7 separate regions of the Mus musculus genome follow, and regions 1, 2, 3, 4, 5 and 7 are each linked to region 6. A link is a contact called in public ChIA-PET data. All regions are on one chromosome and are shown on one strand. The core of a region is the stretch at or near the end of the contact, and the rest is flanking DNA. Distances in the headings are between cores, read along the strand shown. Region 1 holds the start of Scamp4 (secretory carrier membrane protein 4). Region 2 holds the start of Rexo1 (REX1, RNA exonuclease 1). Region 3 holds the start of Polrmt (polymerase (RNA) mitochondrial (DNA directed)). Region 4 holds the start of Mknk2 (MAP kinase-interacting serine/threonine kinase 2). Region 5 holds the start of Ap3d1 (adaptor-related protein complex 3, delta 1 subunit). Region 6 holds the start of Ndufs7 (NADH:ubiquinone oxidoreductase core subunit S7). Region 7 holds the start of Btbd2 (BTB (POZ) domain containing 2).

Region 1 (2,753 bases), core at 109-2,608, 350 kb after region 6:
GTGGCCCTGTTTTGGTGTGATGACCCAAAACTTGGTTTTCTTCCCAAGACCCTTGGTTCACATGGCTTCCTAGAAGCCAGACACTGTACCTAAGGGTTCTAGCTTCGTTTTTTTGTTTGTTTTTCGAGACAGGGTTTCTCTGTATAGCCCTGGCTGTCCTGGAACTCACTCTATAGACCAGGCTGGCCTCGAACTCAGAAATCTGCCTGCCTCTGCCTTCCAAGTGCTGGGATTAAAGGCGTGGACCACCACCACCCGGCTTGGGTTCTAGCTTTGTAATGCTGGTCATATCCACACTAATCTCCCACTTATCTGTCTTGCAAGCAGCCATACACCAAACTCATGGGACCTACTCTGCTCTGATAAGCTGGTCACAAGGCATTCCTTATTCCAGAAAGATTGTGTTTGGCAGACAGGCCTAGAAGATTGCAAACAGGTTGATCCTGGAGCCAACCCCAGGCTCTCTGGTGCCACTTTCTACCTTCCTGCTGGTCAGGGCTCAGCCAGGCAATCTGCTGTTTATGTCCTAAGCCACAGAGGAAGAAGGACCCTGGGAGAGACTCAGGGACTCTGGCCTGGGAATGACATGTTGGGCAGATAAAGCTACACTGTGAAACTCTTTATCTAAAACAATAATTAACTAAAAGGTATTAATGTTAGGTCATCTCTCCTGCCTCTATTACTTGTTCATTTATTTTCTTCATCTTTTGTTTTTGTTTTTTAAAGACAGGATCTGTCCTGGAACTCCCAGTGATTTGCCTGCCTCTGCCTCCCAAGTGCTGGGGTTAAAGGCCCTCGCCCCAACCATCTTGAACTTTTGTTCTCTTGTATCCACCCCCAGAGTGCAGGCATGACCAGCTTGTGCCATGAGGAATGCTATGTATGGAATCCAGGTTCTCCTGGGTGCTAGGAAAACACTCCATGAACAGCCCCAGCCCCAGACTTATTCAGAAGTTCACATATCTGTTTCACCCATGTACAGATGAGGAGAATGAGGGCCTGAGTGGACCTAAAACTTCAGACTACAGTCACTTTCCAAGCAGTAAAAGTGATTGTTCACCAGCAACATGGGACTTTACAGAAGTATGATGGCAGATGCTCTTTGAGTGACTAATGGCCATAGAGTCTCCTTCTGCCTCAAGTCTTCTCTCTGCTGATGTCTCAAAGTGTCACAAAGGGGCCGAGTTCAGTGCCATCCCAGGATCTCAAACCACAGTATTCTACTCGCTGCAGCACACATAAGAAAACCCCCTAGACTCAGCAAGGCCTTGTGAAGCAGCCACGCGCACGGCCTTAAGGGAAATGTAGTCGCATCGCGCAGGCCCCGCCCATGGAACTACGCTCCCGTGGTGCCCCGCGGTGGCAGGCGTGGCGGCCCGGTTGCTAGGACTTGGATAAGCGTGGCGTTCGCTCGGGTGTCCCTCAGGTGAGCAGCCGCCGTAGGGGTTCGGCTTTCGCCGTTCCGAATCCGCCATGGGGCACCGGAGATGGTGACAAGGCAAGGGCGGTGGACAGGGAAAGAAGGCCTTATCGGGACAGACCGCGTAGCCTGAGAGGGTTGTGCGCGTCCCGGGAGGCGGTGGGAGTACGCGTGCGCGAGTAGTCAACGCTAGTACGCGTGTGCACAGGGCTTTTCGCCCACCGCGCCCTATGCCGTTGGTTTGCGGCGCACGCGTGTACCCTACTTCTGATTCCGGAAACCCTGTGATTTCCAGCTGCTTCCGGTTGTATGTTCCGGGTCATCACAGTCCCCTGCCTCAGGGTTATCTTATCCACCATCCTTACAGCAGGTGTGCAGTTTCCCTTTAAGCTCTTGTACCCTATGGGGTTTCTTGGGGTATCTTGGTGGTACCAGGGATCGAATCCTGGACTTTGGTTATATTAGACTGGCACTGGACTACTGATCCCCTTCCCCTCCCTTCAGAAGTGGATTCCAGGAGCTTTCGCTAATCTTTGTACCCAGCCCTTAAATGGATGATTCCAGGCAGGGACTCTACCCCTGCGCCACACCCCATCCCCTCACAAGGGGCCCTAACCTAAGCTTCAGTCCCTCACTGGTGGACATAGGTAGGCTCAGCACTGCTGAGCTCTACCCCGAGCCCACTTCATTTTTTTTATTTTGGAAGTTTCCTGTACCGCTGAAGCTGGCCCCGAACTCCCATCTAGTGGCTTATTGAGTGACTTGTATTTCAGGCCTGAGCTTCCAGACCTGATCCTTGTAGTCTGTCCAGCCACGGTCCCATTCTTTTGGACCCTATACCCAGGACCCAAGGCCCATTGTTTGCCTGCAGTTGTTGAATGCAGAGGGCGTGTGGTTCCTCAGAGGTGGGAAGTGTCTGCTGGACCGCAGGTCCTTGTCTGTGGTACAAGGAGCCCCTTTCAAACCTGTTCCCATGCTGGTGTACAGTGGGCACCTGTCACCTAAAACAAGGGAATAACAGGCCACAATTGCAATGAACATGAAGGGCCCCTTTGGCCAAGCATTGGCTACCATCCTATAGCTATTAAACTCCTCTCCAGAGGCCCATAAGCCCAGGCTGTCATCTGTCCCCAAGGCATCCATCTTTCTGTGTCCCTTGTTGTCTAGTCTTGAGGGGACAAACAAAGCTGTGTCTTCTGCCCTGGAGACAGTGGCGCTTTGTAGCCCAGTCAGGCGCTGTGCGTTGTAGGCGTGGTGTATGCCCTGGGGAAGCCAGATGTCACCACGCCCTTCATGGGCTCTGCCTGCCATGGGGCCTTTGCAGGGGCAGCCA
Region 2 (3,015 bases), core at 49-2,548, 310 kb after region 6:
GATTGCATTTGCACCACACATGGCTGGTGCCTTGGAACTGGGTTTACAAACCAGCCATGTGGCTGCTGGTAACCCAATCCAGGGCCTCTGCAACAGTAGCAAGCGTGGCCCCCACCCCTCAGACAGGGACTCACTGGCTATGGATTTCTGGAACAAGGCTTCCTATATAGACCAGGCTGGACTCAAACTCAGAGGTCCACCCGGCAATGCCTCTAGAGAAACGGGACTAAAAGTGTGCACGCAGCAGGCCCAGCCCAAAACAGAAAGTGCTCTTAAATCGGAGCCATCTCTCTAGGCTCTCCAATGTCTTCTTTAAATGCAATTGGAATCCTAAGGGTCCGGTTAGGGCCATCCCAGAACCTAGGAGGTTGCAGCTTCAGGGTCCTGGGTCCAAAACTAGCCTGGCCTACAACAGTAAAAACAAACAAAAGACAAATAACAAAACCTTAATGTCTTTTCTCTAATACAATACTTCCTACACACTGCCTGATCCCTGAGGCCTTCTTCAAAATGTCATCACACTAATTGCGACATGCTCCCTGCCAAGCTCAAAGTCCACACCCGTTCAAGGCAAGGGGGTTTTCCGCTCGACAAACAGCAGGTGCCCCTATGGCCTTGTGCATCCAACTACTGGAGACAGTGGGGGGGGGGGGGGGACTCATCCCAGGAAACTGTCGCGTTCGTAAACAAGGTATGCCACAAGCGCACAGGGTGGCGTGCGTGGTGACGGGAGGGAATGATATATCGTTCGGAACAAGGTGGACAGAATAAGAACCGGAGGAGTTGCACCAAGTCCCCTAGCTTGGGGACGGGGATGCACGGTCTCTCGCTCCGTCGTGACCGTCTTTATGCTTTAATGACCAGAGAGGTCTAGACATTTGCACAGCATCGCGATGGCAGCTAGGAGAGGGACAGCAATCTGACAGTGCGCGGTCTGGCTGAGCAAGGGAAACATGTAGCACGGGCGGGCTGTGGGACCCAGGGCGGTCCTATGGGCTTTACCTGATGCAGGAGATGCTGCGCCGCCGCTACCGGGAGCGCCGGGACCCCGAGCTCCGCGGTGCCGGAAGTGGCAGTAGGGCCGCCGGCAAGGCCCCCCGGGAGCTCCCGCCCAGTATGGGCAGTCGATGGAGCGGAAGAAGCCGGTAGAACGTAGCATGGTCCGTTCCGCAGCGGGGCCCCGGCCCGGAGATACCCGGGACCCCGGGACCCCTCCTCACACTCGCCCCGGAGGCTTCCGCTCGCGCTTTTCGGACCCCGCCGACGCCGCCATCTTGCCCCGAGGCCCCCAGAGGCCCCCGGGACGCTGTCGCTAGGGACGCCGGGAAGGGCTGACTGAAGTGCGCCTGCTTACAATGTCGTCTCCCGCGGAACTGTAGCCGTCGGAAGACCCGAAGCTTAGGACAAGAGAAGCTTTAAAGAACGCGTGATTATATGCTTCTGGTCCTGAGAACCTTCCGGCACCGGACTTTCGCGGGTGCAGCTTCGCAATCTTGAGCCTCAAGCCCCTGAGAAGCCTGGGCTGTCCAGAGTGCGCCTGGCTGGAAATGCACCGCGAGTCTCCGCTGTAATCTTTGGCTATATAAGGCCGTCGTGCGCCCCCCGGAGGACGAGGAGAGCTTCACGGCCAGGGTTTTTGTTTGATTTAGGATTTACTTTCTAATTCTATGTATGTGCAACATGAGTGTTTCTGATTCTCGCTGAAGTCAGAAAAGGGCTTTGGATACCCAGAAATTGGAGCTACTCATGGTTATGAACGGTCATGTGAGTACTGGGAACCGAACCCAAGTCTCCAATTGCTGTAAGTGCTCTTCACCACTGAGCCAACTCTCTAGCCAGGGTCTTAATTGGCTGAGGTGCCTATCCTGAGAAACCTACCTAATTGATGCTCAAATAGTCACCTAACCACGAGGGGTATCAGTGGGGCATTTCTTTTTTCTTTTTGCCGTGCCTAGATACATACACTAGACAAGGGCACTCCAACTAAGCTACACTCTGGAAATATATTTGATTTTTTTTTTTTTGTTTTTTTGTTTTTTTGTTTTTGCTTTGTTCTGGGGTGTTTGGAGGGAGGCGACACTGTGCACCCGCATGCAGAGGTTAGAGGAGCATACAGCTTCCCACCCCTTTGTTTAGTCTTCCATTTTCTTTCCTTTAAGACAGGCTTCTTCACTGAAGTACTTCAGCTGGGCAGGCTGGCTAGCAAGCTCCCAGCATCTGCTTGCCTCCACCCCAAAGCCTAGGGTGGCACTCACCTGGTCATACCCAGCTTTAAATGGGTGCTGGGGATTAGAACTCAGGTCCTGAGACCTGTGCACAGCTTTCTAACCCACTGAGCCCTCTCCCCAACCGCTTTTCTGTTTTGCTTTTGATTGAGGTAAGGTCTCATGTAACACAGACTGGATGGACTTGCCCATTACACAGTGCTGGAGATGAAACGCAAAGCCTTGTGCTTGCTAGACAGTTACTCCAGTCACTGAGCAACATCCCCAGAACCCCTCTTTCTGTTTGTCTGGACAGGGTCTGGCACTGTAGCCTAGACTGATCTTGGACTTCTGACAGTTTTCCTAAATGCTAAGATTACAGGCCTGAGTCACCATGGCCGCCTGCTTTTTAAATTTTTAATCAATTTATTTGGTGTTTATTTTAAAAGATTCTCCTTCTGCACTCCAGGCTCATCTCATTTTCAAATCTATAAAATCCATCTGCCTCAGCCTCTGGGATCCTAGGATTACAGACTTGAGCCAACACATGCAATTTTGGAAGGGTATTCTACCAGCATTTAACAATTCTCACAGAGAGAAGTCACCTGGATAAGCACTGGTGCATGACGAACATATGACATAGGCCCTGGGTTATTACACAGCCTCAAAAGCAATTCTGGTGGTGTACACCTATAGTCTCAGTCCAGTGGAGGTCGAGGTGGGAGCACACCTGTAATCTCAGTACAGTGGAGACAGAGGTGGGAACACACCTATAGTCTCAGTACAGTGGAGACAGAGGTGGGAACACACC
Region 3 (3,073 bases), core at 200-2,699, 500 kb before region 6:
ACTCCAGGGGCAGAGGCAGGCAGACCTGAGTTCAAGGCCAGCCTGGTCTACAAAGCAGCCAGGACTTCCTACACAGAGAAACCCTGTCTCGAAAAACCAAGAAAGAAAAAAGAGAGAAAGAGAGAAGGGAGGAATGAGGAGAGAAAGAAAGAAAGAGGAAGGAAGGAAGGAAGACAGACAGGCAGGCCTGGCAGACAGGCTGGATTCCAGCTGCACCTCGACTCTGCAGGACTAAAACTGGAGACTTCTATGTCAGCATTCCAACAATGCAAATCCGGTATTGTTCAGGTGTATTTGGGGCCTCCACTGTCTTCCTAGAAGTGAGAGCCCCAGGTGGGAATCTGGAACTCAGGGAATGGAATTACAGCAGCTCCCAGAACCAGCACAAGAGGACCCACAGGACCACAGACAGGCCAGCCAGACAACACTGCTCAGTGGACTCTGGACCCCATTTTACATACTCCCTTGGAGTGGTCAGGTACAACGCAGAGCACACTCCCTCAAGGCTTCACTGTGGAGAAGGACTTAGGACACCAACTTACCTTCCAGCAGTTCAGCATGGCCCCACTCCCTCAGGACATGTTGCTCACGGGGACTGGCAGCGGAGCTCCTTCTTGAGCTGCAGAAGCCACCAAAAGTCCCTAGAAAGAGACATGAAGAATAAGAACACAGAAACCATCCTATCAAGTGGACACCGTGGCATGCACACTTATTACCCCAGGTCTCTGGAGGCTGAGGTGGGAGGGTCTCCAATTGGATTCCAGCCTGGGCTACAAAGGAAGTTCTAGGTTAAGCTAGTGTGAGTTCCTGCCTCAAACTTACGTCATGCCCAGAAAGAAATGGATCAAAAGACAAGGACTGCCAGGCATGGGATCTCAGAACTCAGGAGGTTGAAGCAGTAGGACCTGAGTTCAAATAAAGCATCCAGCATGAACCACATGGAAACACCATGGCTCAAAAAAAAAAAAAAAAAAAAAAAAAAAACACGCCCCGCCCACAAATAAATCCAGACCCAGAAAAAGACCAACTTCAAGGGCAGAACAGGCCAAAGCTATAAGGATCGGGGTGCAGGATCCAGCAAGAAGTACTCCTAACTAAAAGTAGCCAAAGGTCAATGCCAATATCCGTAAGTCCCCAACAGTGGGTCAGAGACATGGAAAAGCGAGCAACAATCAAAAGTCAAAGTGCCCTGCGGACCTAGAGAGACGTTGCCAACTAGTGCCCAGCTAAATGGGTCCCCAGAAACTCCTCCATAGGTCAAAGAACAAAGGTTGAAGGTGACCGGGATCCTAAGGAAGGGAAGATTATAGTCCTGGATCCGACACTCCTTTACCTTCCTCCGAAGGCGGGCGGTGGGGCCCAGGGGAGCGCAGAACCCGGCCAAGCCCGGCTGCGCTTCGGGTCCACCGGAGCGCCGACATGCCGCCTGCTGCCCGCAGTGCGCACGCGCACGCGCCGCCTGCAGGGAGCTGTAGTTCTGCGACTGCCGGAAGCGCTCTTAGGGTCTGTCCTGTGAGAGGAGTCGAAGGAGAACTACAACTCCCAAGAGGCAGCGGGCAGCGTGGCGGCAAGAGAGCATGCGCAGAAATACTCTTCTGATTCGTTCTTTTCATATCCAAGTTCCCTCTTTAGTTTTTATATTTTTTTGTTCTTTGATTGACTGGTTTCTGCTTTATTTTATTTGTTCATATATATGTGCGTAACATTTACATATGTGTATATATTATGTACTATATGCACATTTTTGGCACAAAGTCTCACTATTTAACCATGAATGTCCTGGAATTTAACAGGATTCCCTTGAACTCAACAGATATCCTCCTTATACTCCTGCTCTGCCACCCAGTACTGGGACTATAGTCGTGCGCCACCACGCCCAGTCCCTACCCTATTTGTTTCTCCTCCTCTTCCTCCTCCTCCTCTCTGCCTCTCTCTGTCTCTGTCTCTCTGTATGTATATGTGTTTGTGCAAATGGAATCAGGGCCGTAGAAAGATGGAAAAGACGTGTAAATAGTACCACATCGCGATTTCATTCATCCATCCATCCATTCATTCATTCACATTCACAGAGTCCCATGTAGCTCATGTTAGCTTCCAATTTACATGTATGAGAACTAATCTGGAAAGCCTGACCTTGCTGTCTTCTCCTTCCCAGTGTTGGACTAAGGGATCTATCTACACGTAGCCCAGGTTGGTTTCAAACTTCTAATGTGGCCAAAGATGACAGTGAATTCCTGATCCTCCTGCCTCCTAGCTCAGGAAGTGCCGGATGACAGATATGTGCTATCACGCACCAGCATTTTATATTTGAGACAGAATCTCACTAAATTTTCCAGGCTAATTCTGTAGCTCAGACAGTACCCTCCTGAGAAGACAGGACCTGGGCTCATTTTCTCAGTACTAGGGCTTCTACTGTCTGGAGCGCATCAGTGAGAGCTTTGGGTTTATAATCCCAGCCCTCTGGAGGTAAAGGCAGGCGGATTCAAATTTAAGCACATAAAATGCACATAAAACCTTGTCTCAATCAGGCAGTCGGGCAAGCAAACGGACAGATAAACAGACACACACACAAACTCAGAGCTGGGTGTGGTGGCACACACCGTTTTTGCTTTTGTTTTTGTTTTTTTAAAGATTTATTTATTTTATGTATCTGAGTACACTATCTCTGTCTACCAGAAGAGGGCATTGAATTCCATTACAGATGGTTGTGAGCCACCATGTGGTTGCTGGGAAATGAACTCAGGACCACTGGAAGGTCAGTCAGTGCTCTTAACCCCAGGTGGCACACACCTTTAATCCCAGCACTTGGGAGGCAGAGGCAGGCAGATTTCTGAGTTCTAGGCCGGCCTGGTCTACAGAGTGAGTTCCAGGACAGCCAGGGGCTACGCAGAGAAACCCTGTCTCGAAAACAAACAAACAAACAAACCCCAATTAAATAAATAAATATCCTAAAGTCTAGTTGGAGCTGGAGAGATGGCTAATTGGTTTAAAGCATTAGCTGTTCTTCCAGAGGACCCATTCAATTCCCAGCATACACACAGCAGATCAGAATGTAACTCCAGTTCTAGGGAAT
Region 4 (3,193 bases), core at 422-2,921, 430 kb after region 6:
GGTCCCTGCCCCAGGAAGCCATTACATAATCCAGCCTTCTGGGTGGGGTGGGCAGGCTGACATCACTGCGTCCTTTAGGCCAGGCCCCAAGTAGGGGGCTCTGCCTAGCACCCTGCCCACCTTCACCACCCCCAGATATACTCATCTAAGGTAAGACTCAATCAGCCACCATTAATAACACTACAGAAACTTCCTGTTCTGATAAGAAATAACACTTTGGGCCTGGGGTGTCTTGAGGGAAGGTCTCCACAGGCCACCACCAAGTGTGGAGGTTGCAGTGGGGCAAAGCATACCCATGTGCCAAAGGGTTTCCCCAACAAGGCTTCATCCCCTCTGATCCCAACCAACCGCACAGGCCAGCTTGAGACTACAGTGGACAGATACAGGGTTTCCCTGGAACTATATACACAGAAGTAGGGGAGACGGGGCTGAGAGACTGCAAGGAACATCCAGCCACTGACCACAAGCCAACCTAGGGGAGCTCACAAAAGAGAGAGCTAGGACCTGCTGACGTGCTTTCATCCAGAACAAGGCCAACCTGGGGGACACAGAAAGTGTGGGATCACATACAGAAAGTGGGTGGGGAGCACAAGACTGAGATCAGGCTGATGGCGAGGGACATAGAGCCACCAATCAGTGGTGGGAGTGGGTCCTGAAAGAAAGAGCTACTAGGCAGCCGGGGACAGGTTGTAGCCTGCAACAAGCACACACTGCAGGAAACAAATGTAAAGTCCATCAGAGACCACATACAGAGGTAGGAAAGCCCGGGCTGAGAAACTGCTAGGGACACAGCCACAGATCACAGGGGAGCCTGGGGCAGTTCATGAAGAGTTAGTAGGCAGCTAGAAGCAAGGCTGCAGCTTACTGACTCTCCCAACCAGCACAAGACAGGCCTGGAAGTTGCAAGGAACAGAAACACTCGATTTGCCTAGGATCACACACAGAAACAGACGACTGTGATCGGGCTAACTGCAAGGGACACAGAGCCACCAATCACAAGCCTGGGGGTGGGGGTTGAGGGTCCTAGAAGAGAGAGCTACTAGGAGGATGGGGACAGGGCTGCGGCCTGCTGACCCCCACCACCTCCAGCACAAAAGTCCAATGCAAGCACCCCTCCCAAGCCCTGCACCAGCCTCCCGAGTAGGCTCTGCTTATCCGTCGCACCCGTCACTGCAATGGGACCCCCGGACAGGACCCCTCACCTTGAACGAACGGTGGAAGCCCTGAAGTTCGGCTGTTCTCTTCTGCACCATCTTCAGTCCGGGCCCCACCAGCGGGGGAGGGGACGCGGGGCCCGGGGGGCGGCTTGGGAGGCGACCCTGCGGGCGGAGGAGACAAAGGACCGAGGCTGAGAGAGGCGCTCGGCCGGGCGGAGGCGGCCGGGGCTCGGCGGAGCTCCCGCGCCTGACTCGGGCTTCCTTCCTCCCTCGGAGAATGTCGCCCTTGGCGCCGCGCTCACCGGGGTCGGACACCGGCCGGGGTCGCAGCGCCGTCACCTCACCTAGCACAGCCCGGACCCCGCTCCGAGGACTGCGCGGGGAACAGCGCCGCCACAGCCACCGCTGCTGCTGCCGCCGCCGCCGCCGCCGCCGTCGCCGCCGCCGCCGCCGCCACCGCCGCCACCACCGCCACCACGGACCCCTCCACTGGGCCGCTGCCGCCGAGAGGAGCCGCGCGCGCGGCCGGCGCGGCCACCTTTATAGGCGCGGTCCCGAAGTTACCCCGCCCCTCCGCACCAGTCTCCGCCTTTCTCAGGGAACAGAGGAGGCGGAGCTTCCAGGAGCGTCGAAGGCCGCAGCGAGAAGAGCACGCCGGGGAATGCAGAATACGGCTGCGCGCTCCCGTTTAAGGGGCGGAGCTTAGCGGGGAGCGGAGTGGAGCTGCGCAGCGACCGTGTTGGCGACTCCAAACACGGCTGCGCACTTCGAGCTGGCAGGGGGAAGGGGAGATTCCGAGGGAAGTGGGGCGCGAAGCTTCAAGCGCGCCTGCGCACTCCCACGGTGGGGGCGGAGCGTGAAAAGATACTCGACTGCAGCCGCGTGACCTGGCTGGGGGGTGGGAGAGGACTGTGTGGAGAGGCTGGTGACCAGCCTCCGGAGTCGCCTGCGCCTGCGCAGAAGGGTACTGAAGGCTTCAGTTTGGGCCGTGAGGCCGCCTTCTCCTGTGTCACAGTTGGCCCGCTGGCTTGCGCGCTGCAGGTTCTGCTCCCTGTCCTTGAGCCGGGTGCCGCGTTCAGCTGCCGAAGGAGGGCAAGCCAGCCCTAATTTTACTGAATACTGATGCCCTTGTCCTGTGCTCCAGCTCTGCAATCCGTGATGAACCCTTCTTGAACCTCTTGGGTCCTTTGCAGCCCTCGGTGGGGATAGCTGGGACAAGAAGGGGCTAGGATCCCCGATTCAGGTTCGGATACAGTCAGACCGCGTTGTGCCTGCTGCCTCGGCTGCTTCCGTGCACAAAGAGGTTGTTTTCCCTCTTCAGGGTAGTTTGTCTACAAGTTTTTACCACCACCCTCTACTGAGGCTGGAGCCTCATGAACCTCAAGCAGCTCTTTGTGTGTTTGTGTGCACTCACACAGGTCCTCGTCCGTGTGAGTGTGTGTGCCTTATGCATACAGGTGCCTGGAAAGTCAGAAGAGAGGTGAAATTACACGATGCCTGATGTGGGTGCTGGGCTGTACCCTGGGTTCTCTGTAAGAGTAACAGTTTGGCTTAACTTATGAGTCATCTGTCTGACTCCCGAGCCTCATTGTCGTCATTAGTGATTGCATTGGCAGAAATGTTTGTCTCTAATTCAGATTGTCATGCCTGTACAAGGTTCATTACCTGGACAGATTTGGGCAGGGGATAGAACTTCAGCTCAAGGCAGTCAGGGATCAATTCCTGGCAGACTCAAACAAGGGTCTCTACTCAGCTGTTAAAGGAGTTTGCCACCAATTATAGCCTGAGCCCATTCCTGGGACACATGTAAGAGAAATAGCTTCTACCTGTGGCTAGCTGTAGCATGTGTGTGTGTGTCCACGGGGGCCAGCATGTCTCTGTAGTTTGGGGCTACCTAGCCAGATCCTATCTCAGGCTAACAATTCAAATAAAACATGACACCCACATTCAAGCGTGGCCCACCTGGGTCAGCCGTTCACACTGATGGCAGCAAATAGCTCTAATCTATTTTGTTTCCTGCAACTTAGTTCAAATGC
Region 5 (3,167 bases), core at 220-2,719, 490 kb after region 6:
TTTCAGGTACTCAAACTAGAATGTGACCTGTCCCCAGGGTCCTAGAACAGCTGCCCAGGGAACATTCTCTGTACGGGAAGGCAAGAAGGGAATGTGGAAGCCCTCTTGAGAGCAAAGAGGGCCACAGTACAAAGGAAATATCACATAGGGCAGTCCACACCCAGCAAAACGCAGGCCAACCAGCTATTTCAACTGAAGTAACAGCCAGGGAGAGCAGGGAGGGTACAAACCACACCAGGTAGGGTAGAAGGGAAGAGGGCTACAGAGAAATGACTGTCCCAGCTAGGGACAGGCACCCTCTTTCAGCATGGCCTTCCAGCCCAGGAGGAGGCCTGCGTCTTTCCACTGAGCCAGGCACTAAGTAGTCACTCTATCACTTCTTCCTTAATCTAGGTCACAGGCTGTGGGGAGGAAAGGAAGCAGCGCTTGTAGTCTCAGTGTAACTTCTGGAAAAATCGCTTCCACACCCTGACTTCTGCCTTCTTTGAGCTTCCAGTTTTGAAGTCAGGCTTCCCCATTCCAAGATGCCCCTAGGTCCTGCACACACTAATAGTTCAGGGGATCTGGGGCAGGAAAACCTGGCAGGGTTCCCAAGGAAGCCCAAGACAGCCACCCGGGCCTGTGCTTTCCTGACAAGGGGATTTCTCCATGGGAGACACGTAGACCTATGACAGGATTTTTCTGTGAGGGTCCCCGATTCCTCCATATGGGATCCAGAAACTAGCTCAAGTGGGGGAACCTTTGCCTAAGTAAGTCTTCTTCAAGAAGGTAAACTCAGGCTCTAGCAGTGGCATCCAACTTCAAGACCTAAAACGCTGAGGCCTTTAGGGCAAGGACTGCTCCAAGTGGACAATTTGGAGGTTCAGGGAGTGGCCCCTAGTTACAACAGACGAGACACCTGAGCCATTTTGGACAGCGCCTGTTTCAAGCTGCTGGGGGTAAACTGAGGCCAGGGGAAGGAGAGGCTGTGCAGAGCCGCAGCTCTGGAACAGGCAGGACGGGAAAGGCGATGGGGTCGAGGAAGACGGCTCCACGGCGGGCCAGAGGCAATGGGGGGAAAGCCCGGCAGCCCCGCTCCGCGCCGGCTCACCTCGTCCTCCTTGTGGTTGCGGATGCCGCGGACCAGATCCTGCAGGTTCTTATCGAACATGCGGTCGATACTGCCCTTGACCATCTTGAGGGCCATCGCGGCGGCCCGTGGGCTGCGGCCTCCGAGGGAAACGCCGCTGCCGCGGCCCTAGAAGGTGCGGGGACCCGGCGACCGCACCTCAGGCAACCGCCCCGCTGTGTTTCCGGCCGCCGCGGAGGGGACGCCGTGGAGGCCAGAGCGACGGCTGTAGCCGGAGAGCAGTCTGAGGAGAAGGGGTAGCCAGTAAGCCCGCCCCCCCCAGCTTCCACAGACCCTTCCCAGCTTAGGGCCGCTGCAAATGGCGGCCAAGATGGCGGTGGGTCAGCTGACGGAGAGCCTCAGCCTCCCGGAAGCCCCGCCTCACCGAAAAGCCCAGCCCCACATTGCAGTTTCCTTGACAACCACACGCCACCCAATAGGAAAGCAGACACCACCCTTTGACGCCTAGCAGCCCACCCCTTCCTCTGCAATGCCTTGCAGCCTCATTGGTGAACAAGAACTCCACAGACGTCCTAACCACGCCCCTAAGGGAAAATCGAGAGCAGGTCTCCCCACTCGCTAAATGACAGCAGTGGGCGTGGTCTTATCTGGTGTGGGCGTGGCTAGAGGAGGGCGGAGCTCCACGTGGAGCTTTTTCTGCAAGGTCCTGGCCAAATATATCCAGCCCAGCCTTTTCTGAATTTAAGTGGTGACTTGGGAATCAGTGTCAGGAGTCAATCACACCAGCAATCCAACCGGCCGGCCTGTGAAACCCTGTCTGTAAAACCAGCACAAGGCTTGGATGGTGGACACCATACAGGAGAAACTGTGGTGGGCAAGTGACTTTGCTGGAGATGGTCCACCGTTTTGCACAGCTGTGATGCATGTTCCTAGAGAGGCACTGCCCCCCGGAGGCGTTCGTCTCTGGATTACTTCTTGGTGCTGCAGTGCCTCCTCATGTTTTTCATTGTTATATGCCTCCCATATCTAGTACGATGTGAATGGGCACCAGGAGACCCTCACTGCCTAGAGTCTGCTGTGGTTGCTTATTGGGAGACAGCCCACTCGATTGGGCAAGTCTCCTGCAGATTAATATAAAGATGAACTTTCATAAAATAGATGAATTAATGATTTTATAGAATTTCTTATTTGATTAAAATAGTTTTAAGATGTTAGGGTAGGTGATAGAAAGTTTAAGGAGGGGCTGGTGAGATGGCTCAGTGGGTAAGAGCACCCGACTGCTCTTCCGAAGGTCCAGAGTTCAAATCCCAGCAATCACATGGTGGCTCACAACCATCCGTAAAGGAGATCTGACTCCCTCTTCTGGAGTGTCTGAAGACAGCTACAATATATTTCCATATAATAAATAAATACATCTTAAAAAAAAAAAAAGAAAGTTTAAGGAGATGGTTTAGATTGTTTTGCCAGAAAGATATAGTAAAGTTAGCATTAAGCATAGAATGTGTCCCCTCCTTTGGCTGCAAACGTTAAATAAGGAACACAGTGAGCTTTCGTGTGTTACAAGCATGTAATTGTACTTGAAAGACAAAATAGGCTTGGGACTAATTTTTTTTTTTTTGGTGCACAAACACTTTTATTTATTTATTTATTTACTTATTTATTACATGTAAGTACACTGTAGCTGTCTTCAGACGTACCAGAAGAGGGCATAAGATCTCATTATGGGTGGTTGTGAGCCACCATGTGGTTGCTGGGATTTGAACTCCGGACCTTCTGAAGACCAGTCGGGTGCTCTTACCCACTGAGCCATCTCACCAGTCCCCTGGCTTGGGACTAATTAATGATCAAAGAAGACATTCATTTTAGGTTAGGTCCGAGTCCCTGGATCATGTGATCCAAGAATGTGGTCCCATGTTTAAATAATTATACTATGAGTATAAGAGTAGAGAATAGGTAATTAGCCAGTTTAGCTGAACAGCACTTCAAAAATAATATGGAAGATAGATTACCTGTTTCTTTTGTTTGTTTGGTTGGTTTTGGTTTTTTGAGTCAGGGTTTCTCTGTGTAGCCCTGGCTGTCCTGGAACTCACTTGGTAGA
Region 6 (2,988 bases), core at 328-2,827:
TTTCTACCAAATGACAGCCACCTCCCATCCCTTAATGCCAAGCCAAGCGCTCTGGAAATAAGAGGCAGGGATAATGTGTGTGTGCGTGCTCATGTGTGTGTGTGTCTGCGAGTGTGTGTGCTCATGCAAATGTGCAGCATGAGCCATTGGTACCCATGCCTGGGACAACTTTCGGACTCCAGTTCTCTCCTGCCACCTTGTGGGATCTAGAGATCTAACTCAGGTCTAGCAGCAGTCAACTGCTTTTATCCACTGAACCAGTTCAGACCTTTATCATTCTCATTATCATGGTTGGCCTTGAGTTTGCTGTCTAGCCAAGGACTCCTAACTCTCCTGCCTCAACCTCCCCAGGGCTGGAATGACAGGCACGCCACACATGCCTTGTTTATGTGGTGCCGAGGTGGAACCAGGGTCTTCTGCGTGATAGGAGAGAGTGCTCACTAACCACCTACATTTATTCATTTTACTTTATTATTTTATGTGTGGGTGTTTTGACTGCATGCATGCCTGGTGCCTGGAGAGATCAAAAGAGCCATCAGAGACCCATGAATTGGAGTTTTAGAAGGTTATGGGATGCTGGGAATTGAATTCCCATTCTTTTGAAAGAGGAACCAATGCTCTGCTGAGCCATTTTAAAAAAATGTTACCTTTGGGAGGCAGAGGCAGGTGAATTTCTGAGTTCAAGGCCAGCCTGGTTTACAGAGTGAGTTCCAGGACAGCCAGGACTATACAGAGAAACCCTGTCTCGAAAAACCAAAAAAGAAAAAAAAAAAAAAGTTACTTAACAACATCATTACCAACAACAATAATAATTTTGGCTTTTTGAGAGGAAGAACTTGTCCTCGTACACATCCTCCTGCTTCTCTGGGGTGCTAGTCTGACAGGTGTGTAAACAATTCACCCCGATACTTTTACATTTCATAGTCAGTAATGGCTTTAGACCTATTAATTGGAAGAATGCAGGACTGATTGCTAATATGTAAATAGAACGTAAAAGTTCAACATTGGATTGGACTAATTCAAGACTGTGGTTCAAAACGAATCAAAAATCTCAAAAACGGAAGACAGGTTCATCAATGAGTTAAAAACACTTGCCGAAACCCGGGATCGAACCAGGGACCTTTAGATCTTCAGTCTAACGCTCTCCCAACTGAGCTATTTCGGCGACGCGCTGTTTGTCGGTAACACCCTCCCTCCGCCCCGTGCCATTGCTTTAGCGCGCAAGCGCACTTCACAATTTGTCTGTCAAACCTTGTAGGGTTATACTATAAGCAGCTGACTAATGTCGTCTCTGTGGCGCAATCGGTTAGCGCGTTCGGCTGTTAACCGAAAGGTTGGTGGTTCGAGCCCACCCAGGGACGACCACAGCGACTTTTTCATTCCCTAATACTGAATAAAGTGGAAGTTCTTTATTTTGTCGCTGTTTCCTGTTTGTCACAGGACGACCGTGGCGCACTCTGCGCGGACGCGACCACAGGTATAAAGCGGGTCAGAACCACTCGGCTTGTGGTGCGGGTTTCCGCTGGTGTCTATTTGGGCGTTGGACTAGAACCGGAACTCTTTGGAGGACGGACCGCAGAGGTTGTCTGAAGGCCGAGGCCAAGATGGCGGCGCTGGCGGGTGAGTGAAGCCCTTGCGGTCGGGAGAGTGGCGTAGTCCTGGGCTCCGAGCTGGCGCTGCGGGGACCTTGGAGCCCAAGCCTAGTGTTGAGAGGCGTTGGGACCGTAGAGACCTATAGGTCAGATCCCAGCCCTCGGTAATGTCGGTGTCTAGCATTAGGCCGAAGCATGTTTGAATTCACGTTACACAGTTCTGCATGGTCTACATAGCAAGTTGCAGGCCTCCTGCTATCGTCCCTGATTATAGTCGGGAACGCTGAGGCCTGTGTATCTTCCAACCTCAGGAAGCTGACTGCAGAAACCCGGCTGATGTCCCCGAAGCACAGAGTGGGACAGGGGAGAGGCCCAGGACACTTAGGCCACCCACCCGGTGGCTCTTTCCATCTCATCCCCAACCTGGACAGCTAGCAAGGGCCTCTAGAGCAGATGTCTTAGTTTCCCTGCCAAAGCTTTGGTGTCTTTCTCTTTATGTACAGGGATTAAACACCTGTGCAGTTTGGTAGACGTGAGCGACAGTTGCTAAGTGGAACCTCCCATCGCCTAGCAGGTTGCAGTGTTAACATAAGGAGTGGGAGAACTCAGGAAGTCGGGTCTAACTCCTTCTGTGTTTTGTTGTTGCTTTGAGACAGTGTCTGATGGGTCCTAGCTCAAACTCTATACTGTGGGTGATCTTGAAGGCTTCATCCGAATGCCTTCACTGCTAATGCTGGGATGGCAGGTGTGCACAGTCAAGCCCATTTATACAGCACCAGGGATGGAACTAAGAGCTTGGTGCATGCCAGGCAGGGACTCTGCCAACACAACTCCAGCCCCAAATGCCTGCTTTGGAGACAGGATCTCATGTATAAGAGGCTGACTTTGAACTCCTGATCCTCCAGGCTCTGACCCCAAATACTAGGATGACAGACTTACTACTATACCCAACATTATTTTTTCTTTTAAAGATAGGGTCTTCCTGTGTGGCCTAGAGTCATATCAAACTCATGTTCCTGCTACAGTCTCTCATTGCTGGGGTTACAGACCCCACCACTGTACCCAGCCCAGCTGTGATGTAGCCCCCTTGAAGAGTGGAGGGCTTGGTGATTCGTGGTGTTGACTGCTGGCGCCTGAATTCACTCAGGCTCAGCTGTGATCTTGCTGGTGACAGTTAATAGACCTTACTGTGGTCCTATTTGAAGGAGAAACTAACACCTTAGAGACAACAAGGAGGATGTTTGCTGTAAGGCATTGTACTGTACAGCTGTGATCCCATCCCTTGGGACGCTGAGGCAGGATGAGCCTAGCCTGGGCTATACTGGATCCCTGCTTCAAAAGAAGGGCACTAAGATTTCTGGGAGTTCCAGGCCGGCCATGGATACATAGTAATACC
Region 7 (2,985 bases), core at 247-2,746, 410 kb after region 6:
ACATGGTCATAAAGGTCATGTGCCAAGAACCGCACTGGCAGGCGGTACACGCTACCACAGCTTGCACAGAACTCGCAAAAGGCCTCAATCCTTTCTGAGGCTGTGCCAGACCCTTGCCCACTCCCAAAGAGCTCAACTCATCGTGGCCATGGTGAGGTCTGGGGGTGATGGCTCAGACAGGCTGGAAGCCCAGTGCTGGAGGAACAAGAGGCAAGGGTCTCTGATGGGGCCAGTAGGTTAGATGGTGTGAGGTGTGAACATGGGGTAAGAAGGGGATCTAAGGGGTCATGGGTGGGGACGGAGGGGGCCCTAGAACTGGATAAGCTGGAGGAATGTTGGGGTGACTAATGGATTCAGAGAGCAGAGAGGATCCAGGATAGAACGGAGCAGAACCTAAGGATAAAATGAAATGGCCCTAGAACCAGGTTCAAGGCAGGCAGGACCCAACAGAACCTCCAGGTTCCCATGTTTAGGAAGTACACTGTGGGGGAAGGGGGTTGTGGGAACCAGGTTCAGGTGAAGGGGTCAGGAATCCTAAGGTAAGAGCCTGAGGCTCCAGATTCAGGGTCCAGGGGTGGTGAAAGGTCTGGGTGGGGTGTAGAGTCTGAGGTACATGATCCTGGGTGGAATGCAGATTCTTGGGGTGCAGGGTTCTAGGATGCAAGGTCTGGGGTGCAATATCTAGGAATAAAGAATCTGGGTGCAGTCCAGGCTCTTGGGATTAGGGTTGGGATGAAGGGTTCAAGCAGACTGCAAGGTCTGACTGCAGGATTTGGGATGCAGGATCCTGGGATGCAGGGCCTGGATAGGGGTGCAGGTCTGAGGTGCAGTCTTGGGTGGAGTTCAAGGTCTTGAGTGCAGGGTTCTAAGGTGCTGGTTCATGGGGTGCGGGGTCCAGGTGAAGTGCAGGATCCGGGTGGGGGAACAGAATGGGGGGGTGCAGGCTCTGAGTGGACTACGGGGTTTAGAGTGTGCGGGGTCCAGGTGGAGTGCATGGTCTGTGATGAACGGTCCCGGGTAGGGCGCAGGGTTTCAGGGTGCTGGTTCCTGGGGTGCAGGGTCTGGGTGGGGTTCAGGGTCTGGGGATGCAGGGTCTGGGGTTGCAGGGTCCGGGCGCGTCCCGGCGGCCCACCTGTGCGCGGGGACGCGCTGCGAGCTGAGCCCCTTGCCCACCAGGAAGTGCACGTCGCACAGCACCTCGTTGTTGAAGAGGAAGGCGAAGCGCTCCTGCACCGTGGGCTTGGTGGCCTGCCAGTTGTACACGGGCTCGCGCAGCAGCGCGCCTGGGCCCGCGTCGTCGCGCTCGTCGCCCACGGCCTGCGCGTCAGTCCCGGGCCCAGGCGGCGGGGACGGGGGCGGCGGAGGCACCGGGGCGCAGGCAGCGGCGTTGCTGGGGGCGGCGGCCGCGTTAGCACTGGGACCCAGGCTGCCCGCGCCGGCCCCGACCCCCGGCGGGCAAGACGCGCGCCCGCTGCCGCCCGCCGCCATCTTGTCGCTGCGGCGCGGGGGCGGAGCCACGGAGGGCGTGGTCATGGGGCGGGGCGTTTGAGAGGAGGAAGGGAGGGGCGGGGCTAAAGAGAGCCGAGACCTGAGAGGGGCGAGGGGAGGAGACAAAAAGGGAGGAGCCAACGGGAGGACGGGAAGGGGGAAGAAAGGGCAAGGCTAGGGAGGAGGATGGATTGGAAAGGGAAACGGGGAGGGAGAGAGGGAGGGAGGGAGGAGAGGAAGATGGAGAAGCGATTGTGAGCGTAGAGAGGAGGGGAGGGAGGATGGGCGTGGCAGGGCTAGGCCCAGGATTGGTGAGACAAGGAAGAGGAGGGCCCCGAAATGCCAGAGGAGGAAGGAGAAGGGGAAACAGAGGAAAAAGGGACCGAGAGAAATGAGAGGGAGAAATGGATACTGGGACAGAGAGGAGGGCAACAGGAGGGGTTGAATGGGAGGAAAGAGAAGGATGTGGTAACGGGGGAGGAGCAGAGACAGGAGGTAGGGGAGGTAGTCCGGGCCATGGAGGCGCAGGCCATCCCTGGATTCGAGCAAGGGCAGGAGGAGAAGGATGAGGAGAGGCAGGGAAGGCATGGAGAGGTAAAGGACAGACAGAGGAAAGAAGCAGGAAAGACAGCATGGGGAGGGGAGGGGAGGGGAGGGGAGGAGGAGGAGGAGATCACACAGTGGAGGAAAGAGGCCCAGACTTGAGGTGAAGGGGCGTGGTGCATCTGAGCACCCCGGGGCTAGAGGGCGGGGCCACAGGGTCTAGATGGAAGCCGACAGAGGAATAGGGATGGAGGGAAAAAGGAAGAAGGACAGGCCTTTGAAGATGGTGAATGCGGGAAGGTTAGGAGAAACGGAGAGGAACAGAAGGAAGTGAGGATGTTGAGGTCTCAGGCCCTTGATCCCACCCACACAATGCTCCTGAGCCCCTGAACCTAGCCAATCCCGGCTCTGCCTTAGGCTGTAGGACATTAAGAACCCAAACTAGCTGGGCAGTGATGGCGCGCTCCTTTAATCCCAGCACTTTGGAGGCAGAGGCAGGCGAATTTCTGAGCTCTAGGCCAGTCTGGTCTACAGAGTGAGTTCCAGGACAGCCTACACAGAGAAACTCTGTCTCAAAAAAAAAAAAATAATAATAATAATAATAATAATAACCATAATAAAAAGAGCCCAAACTAGACTGTGAACCCAGAAAGGGAAAGAAGTGGAGTGAGGGGTAAGGTACAAAGAGGAGGAGAGGACAGGCCAGGCCTGAGGAAGGAGAGACTGGAGGAGGGGCAGGAATTACTATGTATCTGGGCATGGTGGGCAACACCTGCCATCCTAGCACTGGGAGCCTGAGGCAGGAGGATCACAAATTCAAAGGTGGACAAAGCTACTCAGGGAGGCAGAAGGGGAAGAGAGGAAGGAGGGCAAGCTTTGTTTCCACAGGTTAATTAACAGGGACTGACTGGCTTAGTCCTGAGTCTCACGAATCTCATCTGGAAACAGGCTCAG

What was found. ChIA-PET counts read pairs in DNA pulled down with a chosen protein or histone mark.
Region 1: an RNA polymerase II ChIA-PET map of memory CD8 T cells shows a contact between it and region 6, with 28 read pairs. The contact joins the promoter of Scamp4 here to the promoter of Ndufs7 in region 6. A contact is called at or near these places in 2 of 39 promoter capture datasets (liver and pre-B cells), 2 of 115 datasets of contacts at active chromatin or transcription factors (bone marrow-derived macrophages and memory CD8 T cells) and 1 of 9 other capture datasets (adipose tissue).
Region 2: a contact with region 6 is called in an RNA polymerase II ChIA-PET map of memory CD8 T cells, with 273 read pairs. The contact joins the promoter of Rexo1 here to the promoter of Ndufs7 in region 6. A contact is called at or near these places in 3 of 39 promoter capture datasets (liver, neural stem cells and pre-B cells), 1 of 484 Hi-C or Micro-C datasets (the N1E-115 cell line), 2 of 115 datasets of contacts at active chromatin or transcription factors (memory CD8 T cells and pancreatic cancer cells) and 1 of 9 other capture datasets (adipose tissue).
Region 3: an RNA polymerase II ChIA-PET map of memory CD8 T cells shows a contact between it and region 6, with 9 read pairs. The contact joins the promoter of Polrmt here to the promoter of Ndufs7 in region 6. A contact is called at or near these places in 3 of 115 datasets of contacts at active chromatin or transcription factors (large pre-B cells, memory CD8 T cells and pancreatic cancer cells) and 2 of 9 other capture datasets (adipose tissue and liver).
Region 4: a contact with region 6 is called in an RNA polymerase II ChIA-PET map of memory CD8 T cells, with 211 read pairs. The contact joins the promoter of Mknk2 here to the promoter of Ndufs7 in region 6. A contact is called at or near these places in 6 of 39 promoter capture datasets (the C10 cell line, cranial neural crest, hippocampal neurons and 2 more), 4 of 115 datasets of contacts at active chromatin or transcription factors (double positive thymocytes, memory CD8 T cells, microglia and 1 more) and 1 of 9 other capture datasets (adipose tissue).
Region 5: a contact with region 6 is called in an RNA polymerase II ChIA-PET map of memory CD8 T cells, with 55 read pairs. The contact joins the promoter of Ap3d1 here to the promoter of Ndufs7 in region 6. A contact is called at or near these places in 2 of 39 promoter capture datasets (liver and pre-B cells), 1 of 484 Hi-C or Micro-C datasets (B cells), 1 of 115 datasets of contacts at active chromatin or transcription factors (memory CD8 T cells) and 1 of 9 other capture datasets (adipose tissue).
Region 7: an RNA polymerase II ChIA-PET map of memory CD8 T cells shows a contact between it and region 6, with 23 read pairs. The contact joins the promoter of Btbd2 here to the promoter of Ndufs7 in region 6. A contact is called at or near these places in 1 of 39 promoter capture datasets (cranial neural crest) and 2 of 115 datasets of contacts at active chromatin or transcription factors (memory CD8 T cells and pancreatic cancer cells).

Annotation. Positions count from the first base shown.
Region 1 is chr10:80,601,524-80,604,276 of GRCm38.p6, forward strand. Scamp4 (secretory carrier membrane protein 4) reads left to right here and starts at 1,359. Exons shown (of 7, transcript NM_019575.4): 1 at 1,359-1,426. Adat3 (adenosine deaminase, tRNA-specific 3) reads left to right here and starts at 1,357. Exons shown (of 2, transcript NM_001100606.1): 1 at 1,357-1,426.
Region 2 is chr10:80,560,262-80,563,276 of GRCm38.p6, forward strand. It overlaps Rexo1 (REX1, RNA exonuclease 1), which reads right to left and starts at 1,299. Exons shown (of 15, transcript NM_025852.3): 1 at 1,003-1,299. The coding sequence starts at 1,159.
Region 3 is chr10:79,745,132-79,748,204 of GRCm38.p6, forward strand. Polrmt (polymerase (RNA) mitochondrial (DNA directed)) reads right to left here and starts at 1,450. Exons shown (of 21, transcript NM_172551.3): 1 at 1,334-1,450; 2 at 543-641. The coding sequence starts at 1,421.
Region 4 is chr10:80,674,622-80,677,814 of GRCm38.p6, forward strand. It overlaps Mknk2 (MAP kinase-interacting serine/threonine kinase 2), which reads right to left and starts at 1,672. Exons shown (of 14, transcript NM_021462.4): 1 at 1,460-1,672; 2 at 1,203-1,319. The coding sequence starts at 1,253.
Region 5 is chr10:80,740,806-80,743,972 of GRCm38.p6, forward strand. Ap3d1 (adaptor-related protein complex 3, delta 1 subunit) reads right to left here and starts at 1,470. Exons shown (of 31, transcript NM_007460.2): 1 at 1,091-1,470. The coding sequence starts at 1,186.
Region 6 is chr10:80,247,872-80,250,859 of GRCm38.p6, forward strand. Ndufs7 (NADH:ubiquinone oxidoreductase core subunit S7) reads left to right here and starts at 1,578. Exons shown (of 8, transcript NM_029272.4): 1 at 1,578-1,620. The coding sequence starts at 1,605. n-TFgaa3 (a tRNA gene) reads right to left here and starts at 1,165; the gene lies at 1,093-1,165. n-TNgtt7 (a tRNA gene) reads left to right here and starts at 1,288; the gene lies at 1,288-1,361.
Region 7 is chr10:80,654,998-80,657,982 of GRCm38.p6, forward strand. Btbd2 (BTB (POZ) domain containing 2) reads right to left here and starts at 1,497. Exons shown (of 9, transcript NM_145361.3): 1 at 1,133-1,497. The coding sequence starts at 1,488.